2 separate regions of the Lactuca sativa genome follow, and region 2 is linked to region 1. The links are chromatin contacts, called in public Hi-C maps. All regions are on one chromosome and are shown on one strand. Each heading gives the region's core, a stretch centred on a gene start, on an enhancer-like site or on the middle of the called end of the contact. The rest is flanking DNA. Distances are from core to core; before and after follow the strand shown.

Region 1 (6,422 bases), core at 1,185-3,684:
ATCCCATAACCCCGAAAGAGTGATGAGTTTTTTACAGTTGCTAAATGTATTTTTGAGATCAGTAAGTGGGCCCGAAACAAGTTCTTGCATGAAAGTTCCTGTACCTAACTCCATCAACTGTGGAGCTTGTAAAAGAAGCTTTTGTAATTGATCTAAACTTATGTTTCGATTCACTTTCAAAACCCTTAGAGATTTTGATCTTGAAATGAGCTTTTCTAGGGCTTCGAAACTGACTTCGCTGTTTAAGCTTGCAAAGTTGAGAACTTCTAATGAGGTTAAGCTTTCTGGGAAGCAACTTAACCAATGGCCTCCAAGATCATCGATCCCATTTTCTTGAATATCGAGCTCTGTTATGTTCCTACAAGAAATTGTTTTGTTTTTTTTTTTTTACAATATGGTAAACAAGAAAAAAAACATAATGGCATGTGAAGGTAGGTGAAGAAGAAACATAATCATTGGTTAATTTAATATATATATATATCTAAAATCAAATTGCAAACTTCATCACTCAATGTAAAGATTTTTTTTTTTTTTGGTTTCTGTAGAGAATGACATTAAGAACATGCCGCCCATTAAATAGGCCAAATGTCACAATCAAGAAAGCAACGAAAGAAAAGGCAAAGAAAAAGAAACCATAAAGTAGCACCACCTAAGTTTCCACTCAAACCCTCTATTGTAATACTCCCAAACCACACAAAGATAAAAGAATTAATCACCCATAAGAAAAACGAATTCTATGAATTTGGTTGTACCTTGTGCAATAGAAGTTATACGTTGCTTTTGACTATATGAGAAGAAAAGGAACCATAAAGAAATATGAGTCAATAATTTTTTTCAGGAGCTCAAATGGTTAAGTACAAGCAATCATTTATATGGTGATTTGTTCCAACTGCAATAAAATTTGTACCTTATCCAGAAAATGTCTACCCCAAATTTGAGCAAAAAGATTTGATAATTTTTCAATTCAAATCATACCCAATGTTTTAAAGGCACCAGCATTAATTTTCTCAGGTAAACCAAACACAAAACTTGATATTTTTTTCTACAGAAATTATAATCAATCTTCTAAAGGCACCAAGACGTGATCTTTTCCATAATAAATCAAACACTACATGCAAATATCTTGCTTTCTTTACTCTTTTGATTCTTGTCCATTAAATATATATATTCTACTTTTCATTTCGGATGATAACAGAAATAATAATTTTCTTGTGCAAAACATTCTCATCATTGATCTATTTCTAGAAACTGCCATTGATCAAAAGCTTTATTGGCTAATAAGTAATAAACACAATCCAGATTCCTAATTTACAAAGAATTAGCAACGGAATCAATATATCAGATTGGAAATGAACTACACTTTATGGAAAAACAGCTCGGAGTTTGATCTGGTTTTATTCAAAGTCAAATCAAGATTCAAGATCAAAAATCAAAAATCAAAAACCCAATTTGATGAAGTTTGAAACTTGAAGAATTTTACAATACCAACGATAAACATAATGGAATCAGGCATTGATGAGGTTATAGGAGAGTAAATCTTACTTGCAATGAGTAGCAATAGCTTTTAGTCCATCAGTACTGAACCCATCACAGCTCAGTAGCGATAGGGCTTTAAAACCTTGAAAATTCGTTGCAAGAAACTCCAAACTCTCATCGCTAACAGCCATTCTCTTCAGCCTGAGCTCCTCTAGGAATGGATACGCAGTAGCGAATACACTCAGCCATGGCTGAATGTCGGCTCCCCAATCCTCTGGTACCAAATTGAAATCCGAAAACCTGGGTTTTCCCTTAAGGGTAACGCTCTGAATCCTCGGAAACCTAGCAGCCACAATCTCCGGCGACACCGAGTAGCAGTTACCGATGAACACGTGCCGCCTGCTCCAGCGCTCGGCGTTGTACCAATCTTTACAAACCAGTGACACCGAGCTCCGGTCCTTGTTGGAGTCTATTAGCGACAGTACTCGTTCTAGAACCTCATCCGGGAATGGGCACATCCGAGTCGACTCGAACGATGCTACACCGGTGTCGACCGAGTCAACTCGGTCAACCACTTTGGCTCTCTTCTGATTCGGATCCATATTCTGCTGCAATAGCTTCATTTCACCATGAAAACCAATTAGGTGTGAGATTCACATGGGAAAGAGAAAGAGAATGTTTCAGAGTTTAACAAGATTTGTAACGGAAGAAGCTGGAACAACTCTAGATTCAATGAAATGAATGGGGAAAGGAAAAGGGAACATAAAAAAGAAACCAAAAGCAAATGGATATACTTACCGAAGGATTTGATTTACATGATGAAAGTAGCCATTAATGGAGCTCTGTGTTGTCTTTATCCATCTCTCGTCGCTTTCTCTCTCTAAAACCACAGAAGAAACTAGCAGGTTTTTTGGCGATTATAAACCATGTGAGCGTGTGAGGGATGAAAAGATAAATGTTACGATATTAGTCCCTCGTCTATAGGATGATTTGAAATATACGACGTCAAAACTTTTTGCCTACATTAAAACCCACTTTGTTCCATTTCTCAAAGTTTGAACGATTGTATTTAGACACAATTTCATGAATAGTCCCTGTGGTTTCCGAAATATTCATTTTCAGGATATCTTCGAAAACCATTACATCGATGGTCCCTATGGTTTTAAAATCAAGCATGATTGGTCCCTGAGTCATTAAAACAAACTTCTAACTAATTAAATTTTTTAAATAACAGATTTACCTTCGGATCAAATTTGAAATATATAAAATACGACAAGGACCTTTTCTGTAACCTTATTTTATTTTCATTTTGTTTTTATTTTTTGCAACTACATTGATACATTAAAGCTCAAAATTCCTTTTTGATAGTTAATAAAAGGGTTTTTAATAACAAATATTTTTTTGATAGTTTAATGATTTAAGATTTTTTTTTTTATTTCAAAAAGAATAAAATACATCAAGATTTTTTGATGGCATAGTTTAATACAATAATGTTTAATTTCATTTACCAATAGTTTTTTCAAAATATAAATAGAAAAAATCATTTTCTCACGATATTTCCGTAACGAAATTAGTGATTTAATACCACCAACATCTACTATCCAACCAATATCACATAAAACGAAGTTTAGTAAGGAACTTAGTGCAATAAATACTACTAGTGATCAAAATACAAACAAACCACAAAAGAATCATAAAATAATAAACATTTACAATGATATATTTAGAATGTATTTTCACATCGTTAAGAAATTGACTCAATTTAAAGCTCTACCTGTAAAACATGAAACTTTTTTAAGTACATGTCATACCAAATATTCTTGTAGAGTCTTCTTTTGATTGTTCCTTTACCATAAAGATCTTATTGTTGTTTGCTCCTAGCAAATCCAGGGGTCATTGTGTTATTGACTATGATATTTGTGTTAAATAGGTGTTTAGGGAAAGTGTCAGCTCCTAATCTTCTTTGTTCAAACCAATTGAACCTATAAAATCATGGAAACATAAATTAGCACTGTAATCATTACAAAAACGTTGTAGTAGTGAATAAAATGGTAAAAATAAACAAGAAAGATTGAAAATATCAAAGGACTATTTTGAATCTTGAAGTCAAACTAGTAGTTAACAACAAATATCTCAATTAGACACACATGGTAGGTATCAAAATGGTGAAAAAAACAAGAACGGTTGAAGGGTTAAAAATACATATCATTTCAAGAATCATTCATAATTTGTTTAGCTTCTTCATCTGCTATTATTAGTTGTTGGATTCCATTTTAGTTCATGTTCCCACAATCCATACTTGCTAATAATCTCTAGACACGAAAAAGTGAGGCATTTTAATCTAACATTACCCAATTATACAAAATCAATTTCTTACAACTATATATTTGTCGAGTAATTAGTTTAAGCATGCACAATCCTAACATAATCGGGTCAAAATTGTATTCTCATTCATATACTATGAAAAAGTTGACAAAGAACATTAATTCAAAGGAATGAAGATAAGTAAATTGATCTATACAAACCAACCTATCATTAAAAAGCACCATCTGATGAATCATCATATATCTTGTTATCTAAAAGAAAACTTACAAATTTAAGTAACTAAACAAAATGTTGGTGATTTTAGCGTCACCATGACATTTTAAGTAATTGGAACTAACATGTGAGCTAAGGAGCTTTCATAATTTGTACTCTAATATATATATATATATATATATATATATATATATATAATGAGTTGTGTGGAGTGCACGCATGTATAAAATCGAATTAGAAGTCGGTTCGACGACTAGTCGGGGGTCCGGGGGCAGCGCCCCCGGATCCGGGGTTTCCAAAGGGGCAGCACCCCTTTGGCGGGGTCTAGGGGCAGCGCCCCTAGCGGGGTCCAAGGGGCAGAGCCCCTGCCCCAAAACCTCACCAAATTTTACATATGAGAACATAGTGGAAAATTCAATTTCTTAAGGGTGATTATGGTAAAACTAACGAAACTCGTTAGTTTTGGTAACCCTAAATCCTCATTAAATCCAAATTAAGATTACTTGCTTCCAAAGCAACTAATGAAGGCTCAACCCTAATGAAACGCTAATCTTGTTTAATATATAAACAACTCTTCCTCTACAGAAGAGGGTGACGATCTTAAGCTCTCGTTTTATCACACTTTCACAGAATCCTCTAACATATTGGCTTACGATTTATGTGCCTAGAATCGTAAGTGTCCACTTGGATTATCCTAGGTTGAATTTCTTGTAACCCAGACATAGGGTAGAAATATCAGTTCAGAAAGTGATATCACAATCCAAGTTGGTATCCAGATCTCCACCATAAACCCTAATTTTCCCAACATTAAAGTCTATCACTAAAAGTAGAATCATCAAACCTTGATCCAAGAAAGCATTATACCAAATAGGGATTACACATACTAGCCACACAAATCAAAATATAAAAGATGAAAAAAATTGCATAGAGATCGTTAGTTAGACATGATTAACAATCTTTATCTTTTAATATTCAACTTTTATCACACTAAAATTAACCATGTGCTAATCAAACAAATTAGACTAATCAAATAAGAAGAAACATTATGTAGACAATTTCCAAATTAAAATAATTAAAGAAGAATAAGCATTAAACAGGTAGACAATTTCCAAATCATTTTCGATCCATTTGATAATCAAATCATAACCATTAACAAAAAAACCTAGCCTAATTTGAAATAAAAAAAAACTAATGTGCAAACATCTTACATGGGAAGGGAAGGCGGAGGGTAGTCGCCCTTCTTGCAACGATGTCATCTAACACAATACATCAAAAATTACCACTCAACAGTGTCAAGTATAATAAATGCAAAGGAGAAAAGGGAGGATAGTTGTTTTTATCATACCTTCGCTCTCCATGAATTCAATCCCAAGTTTCCATCAATTCCCAGTATGATGGGGTACTCCATAGCAATGGTGGTGGTGGATCGACATCGTCAGATCCGGAAAAAAAAAGGGGAGTAAGTTGCAAACGGGTTTTAAGAAAAGGTAAGCATGAGAGAGTTTTTGTATGAGGTTAATTAGTATGTTGGGGTTTGATATTAGTTAAAAAATGATAAAAGAAAAAACATAATTAAATGAATAAATAGATAAGAGCAAATTGGTTATTTGTTAATTAACCTCTTTTTCTAACAAAGTTAGTCAAAAGGACCGACAATATATGATTTTGAAATCACAAGGGCCATGAATGTAATACTTTTTAAATATATCTTGAAAATGCAAATTTGTGAAAACCACGGGGACCATTAATTAAATTTTGTGTCGTATTTATTATTGGTAAACATACTGTATAAAAAGCCTATAACAATTCGTATTTGATAATTTTCCATTTGAAGAATAAAAGAAATTGCAATTCATTTTAATTTTGTATTTATATTTTACTATAAACACATTAAACAACTACCGTTATTTAACGATCTGTTTGATTTTCTTAAAAACTATGGATTTTCTATGGATTGAAAGAAAATCAAATGAATAGTAAAATATTGAAACTTAAGGAATATGTTGTCATCCAAAAATATTATTTGGTTTGAATAAATTGTTTTTGTCAATGTTGGATGGGATGTTTTTATAGAAGTAAGGTATTCATTTATTTTCATTAAGTGGTCAAAATCAAAATATTTCAAATCACCTTGAAATTCAAATTTAATCAATTTACATTATTTGTGTTCTATACAAAAACCGATAGGTGCCATATGCAAAAAGTTTGTATAAATATGAAAAGTTTTCTCTAGAGCCTCTGAATGTACGTGGGATCCAGATGTTCAATGTTTGTCTGATGTTGGTGTGGATGTGCATCGGACATTTGCTAGGAAACCAATTTAGATTTTGTTGATGACATACTACAGATACAACAGAGAAAAAAACATTTTGATTATTTCTATTTGTAACATATTCCTTGTTTCTAGT
Region 2 (6,422 bases), core at 1,490-3,989, 210 kb before region 1:
AATAACATTGTTATTACCAAGTATATTTTTCAAAATACAATGTTGCAATATAAGGAAATGAAAATAACATCCTCCCTAATAAATGAAAATAATTTTGCCACATGTCACTCTCTTATTAACTTGGACACATGTCATTTTTTGGTATTTTTGAATAAATGTTTTTTTCCATGTGTCATTTTCTCATTGTTTATCTTTTTTTTTAATTAACACATCATATTTAAACATCAATTATTAATTGCCTTATTTGAAAATAATAATTAAATTACAATATTACAACTCATATCATTGAATATGCTTCATTTTAAATTTTAAATTTAAATATTTTTTTGTTTAAACCTTTATATTTAATTTTTTTATTTTAATAAACCCGTATAACATACGGGTGTCACAACTAGTGCTGGAATATTTAAAAAAAAAAAAATTAACAAAAATAAGTTGTTATTTCTTGGATCTAACTTTAAAAAGAAATAAATATATGATACTATAACAAATAAATAAATGATAAGTTGCTGTTTCTTGTGTTTGCCTTATTGTACAATGGTGGGTGACATTAGCCCTTTCATAATCTTGATAACATCATGCTACTTTTATTGGGAATTCTAACAAATGGATACAAACTCAAAAGATAAAAAAACCTAAAATATTCATTATTTTCTTTTAGGCAAAAACAATACAAAAGTCAAAAATTCAAGATTTACATGCAATTAACATCAATTAACAAATGAATTACACAATTCAAGAATGCCAAATTCCCCTGATCATGCTTCGGAACCGATTCGATGACAAATTCCTAACAATCTTTTTAGCATCTAAAACTTGATCCTCAGCAAGTTTTTCAATATTTTTCAAATACCCAGAGCTTAAAATTTTCTTTCTGCCATCATTACAGAAAGTCAATGACATGATTATAGAAAGTAGATTCTTTCTATTACCTGAATTCCCTTCATCTGGATTGACCAATTGTAGAAGAAAGTTCACATTTTGATCATTTTGCACGAATCTTTTTTGGTTTCTAGGCACAACCACCAATCGGAAAAGTGTCTCTGAAGCCATTTCTCGTGCCTCAAACGACTTCGCATCAAGAAATTTCACCATTTCTGGCATGAATCCTGCATCACCCATGGCTTTCTTGAACTCATCAGAAGACCCACATAACCAAAACGCAGCTCTCAAGGCTGATTCTTGGATTGAAACCTCACCGTTTTTAAGAAAATAAAGTATATGATCGATAAAGTTGTAATTTTTCAAACTGTTTATGTACCCAATTGAATCTGAACATAGGATTATTAAAGCCCTCATGGATTTCTCTCGGGATTTGGATGAATATGAAGATTTTGGATCGAGTACACGAACAAGAACACGAATCCCACCTTCGTTTACAATCAAACCTCTTATAAATTCGTTCCCAGAAGCCAAAACTTGAATGAAGTCGATGGCACTTATTTGAGAAGCTTCGTTTTTGGACTTAACAAGCTTGATGGACATTGGTATTACGCCTTCTTCAACAACAAATCTTTTAATTTCATCAACACCTATGAGATTTCGCAACACCCCACATGCTAAACCTACCAATTCTCCACCAGCAGCATCATCACAACCACTCCCACAAATCTTTAATAATGCAGATGCCCCACCATGAGCGGAAACGGACCATGCGTTATCGGAATTTGCAGTGACTTTCATCAAACACCTGGTGGACAGTTCTTTCCCCAAATCACTTCCAGTCTCCAAAACTCTAATCAATGGGGAAATGACACCGGTTCCTACCAAAAGACTCTTGTATGAATCAAACCCAGAAAGCGTAGCCACCGATTTTAAGGCCTCTTCTTGAATTTCGATTTCTTTTGAATTCAGGAACTTCATTAGAACATGAACAAGCCCGTCAATTTCCATTGCGATTTTTACATACCTTTCATCTTCTTGAATGACTTCATTGAAGCTAACCAGAGCTTGTTTCTTCATCTCAATGCGACCAATCTTGAATCTACATAACAAATCTTTAACATAAAACTGGATGTCATCTCTAGATGCTGTGGGTGGAGGTCTTGAAACGACAATTGCGTAATTACCATTTGATAAAAGCCCCTCTGAATTAATAAATTCAGACAAAGACTTAACGCTACTGTCGAATTTCACAAAAATAATATCAAGATCACTCTGCATTAATAGCTTCCCACTGTAGGAATGTTCGATACATTTCTGAGCCAAATTGGTGGAACAATCTGTTGTTTCTTTAATGGACCGTATGATGCCGGAGAGAGTTGGGTGGTTGTCGGCCGAAGCTTGAATTTCCGGAGGGAGAGAGGCGAGGATGGAGAGAATCTCGTCTAGCTTGCTTCTTATCACTTTCCATTTTGATGAAAATACTTTGGTTGAGTGAGAGAGGAAGATTAGAGAAGAGATTTGATCAGTCGCATGCCGGAGTCTTAAATTTCCGGTGTTTGTTCCGGCGAGGTTGGCTTTCTCTTCTACCATGTCGGCGTTGTATTAATTTTGGAATAAAACCATTTTCCGGCTGAGTTTCTGCAGTGATGGTTGCTGGGATTCCGGTTGACTTGTTGGAGGATTCTGAAGGTGAAGTAATGAGAGCGAGACATAGCCGAAGATCTTATCCGATGTATACGTAACAGAGGAGGGTAGGGTCTAATTTACTGAATTACCCTTTGAGGTTTGTGATAAATTGATAGTACTGTAGACGAAGAAAGGTTACTTCGGTAATTTAACATTAAAGAATGAAAAATGGTGGGATGGTAAGTTGGGGTTGGTTAGAGTTGTCTCTAAAGTTATGTGATAATAAATTTAACACTTTTTAAGGAAATATACATAGAAGTCTCTTTGTCCTTTATTTTTATTTTCTTTAATATAAATAATTTGCGAAAATACAAAAACATAGAAAACATATGAGATTGTACTATATTATCTTTATATTTTGGACAATAATCCATCCAAATGTTGAATTACATAATATTAATCGATGATACATGAGAAATTGTTTCATATTAACAAAATATGTTTTTTGAAATTTTTATTATGAAAATTTGAATTTAAAAGTGATTAACGACGTAAAAAAAAAAAGAGAAACGATTGTTAAAATCATCTTAAATCTATATTACCATAACATTCTCATATGTAAAATTATTATGTTGCTAATGAATTTAATTTCTAAAGTATATATTTTTGATTTTTATAAGATAAAATATGTTTTCGTGTTTTCGCAAAATATTTATGTTTTCGCATATATATATATATATATATATATATATATATATATATGTATATATATATATAACTGTCGTTAACTTTAACCGTTGACTTTTGACCATGGTTAACTTTTAAAAAGATGTTAGTTTTAGAAGATAAACTAAGGGTTTACCCTATGTACTTCGATAGGTAGTGTGTAGTATCCACTTGGTTGGGTGAGCTGATTTTTGTTGATTACGTTGCGAGGTGAGTCTTCTCATTATATTAAGTAGGATGTTAGTTGTCTTTGTGACTCTTGCATTGTGTGTTGGGTGGGGCTTGTTTGTATATTGAGAGGGGCACATTTGTATGTTAGACGGGGCTGGTTATGTTGGGCAGGGCTCGATGTTATGTATGGTATGTGGTATTTTTGAACTCACTCAGTTTTAATTGTACTTACGGTTTATGTTTCAAATGTTTTCACCTACTTTTGGTTCCAAAGGGAAGGGTCCAGTTTGTTCACACCGCATCCCCTAGAGTTTATTTTTACATTATCTATTTTTATTTACTCTGATGTTTGAGAGATAAATTTTACTCTGTTTGGGTTTGTGAACAAATTTTATGTGATTTGGGTGTTTTAAAAACAAAATTTTGATTTAGTATTTTTGGGACGTTACAAGTTGGTATGGGAGCCTTGGTTTAAGGGATTCAGACACACTCTTGGGTATGTCTAAATTCAAACTAAGGTCTTGATGAGTCTTTTTGAAAGAAAAACACATTTTTCTTAAAAGATTTTTACAAAGAAAGGGGTGTGATGCATGCAATCAGCCGAGCTCAAGTAAGTGACTCCCCAAATACTTATACATGAGTATAATTATGTTTATTATGCTATTATGTGAGTTACATGCTAGAATAGGGCTAAGGATACCTTCAGGAATTGCAAGAAATGAATGTATGTGCTACTTGGAGTCTAGATTGACAAAGTTAATTGCGAAGTGTATGTTTAAAAATTATATACGATTAGGATCAAATAGCCTTAAAATGATTGATTTAGCCTTATTTCATGTTCCTTGTCTAGTTGTGGGCTTAGGGTAGAATTATTTATTTGAAATTCTATTTGATCCAGTGTTTGTATAATCTGCATGCATAAGGCAACCAACGGTGTTGATAGAGGTTCCTAGTAATTCAGACGCAAGCGTGATGAGGATTCCTAGGAGAGCCTAGGGAGTGCCATACTAGGATATGTATGTTGTTTCGCAAAGGATCCATGAGATTCGCCATAGTAAGTGACTTAGAGGATCTGGAATCATTCTTGAGGAAAGTACGAATAAGTGTGGAAGGTAGTATTGGGCTCGTACTACTGGAAGCATATGATTCATACTCGAATCAAGGAAAGCAACAAAGATCCTAAGTGTTGGGTTTTATGTACTCTAACAACCTTAAGGTGCACATACAACCCTAATGCTTTGGATCTATGTTTTCTCTAGTTATAAATGTAAAATTGTTTTCGAAAACATGAAGCCTAAACTAGCATACAAAATTTGATAATTGAATCATAAAACTAGCTAGATTGTTTACCTCTTGTTGTAGCTTGTTGTCTTTGGTCTTTAAGAACTTAGCACCTCAAATGTGATGCCTCTAGTAAGTCACAAACATCACCAACAATTTGGATGAATTGAGAGAGAGGTTCCAATGCACTAAAATCGGATATAGTGTCTTTAAGATAACTAGTTTCTCAAATTTAGGCTAAGGGATGTCAAATATATAGTGTAAGAATCCAAGAGTCATGGGTAAACCCTAATCCATACACTTAGGTTATGATCCATATCTTATGTGGGCTAACTCTACATAGATACTTACATAAACTTAGCCTATCATGGATCAATAGCCCAAACATATATATATATATATATCATTGATTTACATAATTAGTCCCCGTTAATTTAATTAGTCTCTTTTGATCACTAAATTAATTCCAAATTAATTCTTGATCAATACTAATTGAATAACATGATTTCATATTAATATATTATACTTGTAATATATTAATAAATCATAAACAACTTCTTTCTCAAATGTCCATCCTATATGATTGTTCTGGTGAAGGCAACCCAAAAGGGCTATGTTACTCTTGGGTCAAGTACATACCAATTATATTTATGGCCTTAGACACCTAATTCAACAGTCTCCGACTTGGATAAGTCTAATAATTATAACTGCAAGTACGACTCAAAAACCGACTAGCAATCGTAGCTCTTAAAATCCGTTGTCGAACTCTGACGCGTCCTTTAGATAAGGAATCATATATTCCTCCATTCTAGATATCGTATGAAATGAGACATGGATTATAATCATTCTCTATGTTTATGTGTTGTTTCCCGATTTCCGATTTATGACGACTGACTAATTGAAAAAATCAAATTAGTCCAGGCTTGGCCAAGCGCTTAGGGTTGTCATCACCAAATCATCGAGGGGGCCACTGATATCCCTTTTATCTCTATAAGGGTAAAAGGAATGGATAAACTTCGACTCACATGCTAGATGTCTCCATTTCATATCATCATCTCACTAATCGACTTGTGAACTGTAAATATATGTCTCTGTTTCAAGAATATAAGATATTATCGTCCCACTAATCACTTGTGATAAAATCCAAGAAGCGATTCAGATGATTGTGGGTTTAATCTAATACTCAAATCTTATTACCGGAGTACCCATGAACATTGCAACAAACTTGTGCTATGTCTAAATACTCTAGACAACCTATTGTCCTATTCATGACAGTCTTGCTTCAATACCTACTTCCAAAGTATGATCGATTGTAGATGGTTTGAATAATCTTATTATTCGGGAAGTCAAAACATGCGAAGTGAAACAACAATAATAATCGAATCCAATATGGTATCAAAAGTTTTGAATATAAATAAAACACCTTTTACTTAATCGCCATACTGATTACACATTATTCATTGTATAATGTTTTGATTAATCAACTTAATACTTGAATTAAAACAATAGTTATCCCATGCTCCAAGCATGCACACTATGTTTATCTATGGTCCTTTCTTTGTGAAATAGATCAGTTGAAAACTTTTCAATGATGCTCATTTCACAATTCCAAATCCTTTGTGTAAGAACACCTAATTCTTACCGCTATCATGCAATGATCCTTTTGTAATGTCGAGATACAAAAGTCACAGAGAGTTTGCCAACGATATTACAAAGTATTCATTTGGAGAATG

The links. Hi-C and Micro-C count contacts between places; a contact is called where the count stands out from the background.
Region 2: a Hi-C map of leaf shows a contact between it and region 1, with 9 times the contacts expected there. The contact joins the promoter of LOC111892391 here to the promoter of LOC111892399 in region 1. A contact is called at or near these places in 2 of 4 Hi-C or Micro-C datasets (both in leaf).

What each region holds. Positions count from the first base shown.
Region 1 is chr4:92,125,834-92,132,255 of Lsat_Salinas_v11, reverse strand. LOC111892399 (transport inhibitor response 1-like protein Os04g0395600) reads right to left here and starts at 2,434. Exons shown (of 4, transcript XM_023888449.3): 1 at 2,275-2,434; 2 at 1,543-2,093; 3 at 1-358. The coding sequence starts at 2,078.
Region 2 is chr4:92,339,235-92,345,656 of Lsat_Salinas_v11, reverse strand. It overlaps LOC111892391, which reads right to left and starts at 2,739. Exons shown (of 1, transcript XM_023888437.2): 1 at 627-2,739. The coding sequence starts at 2,475. The coding sequence ends at 736.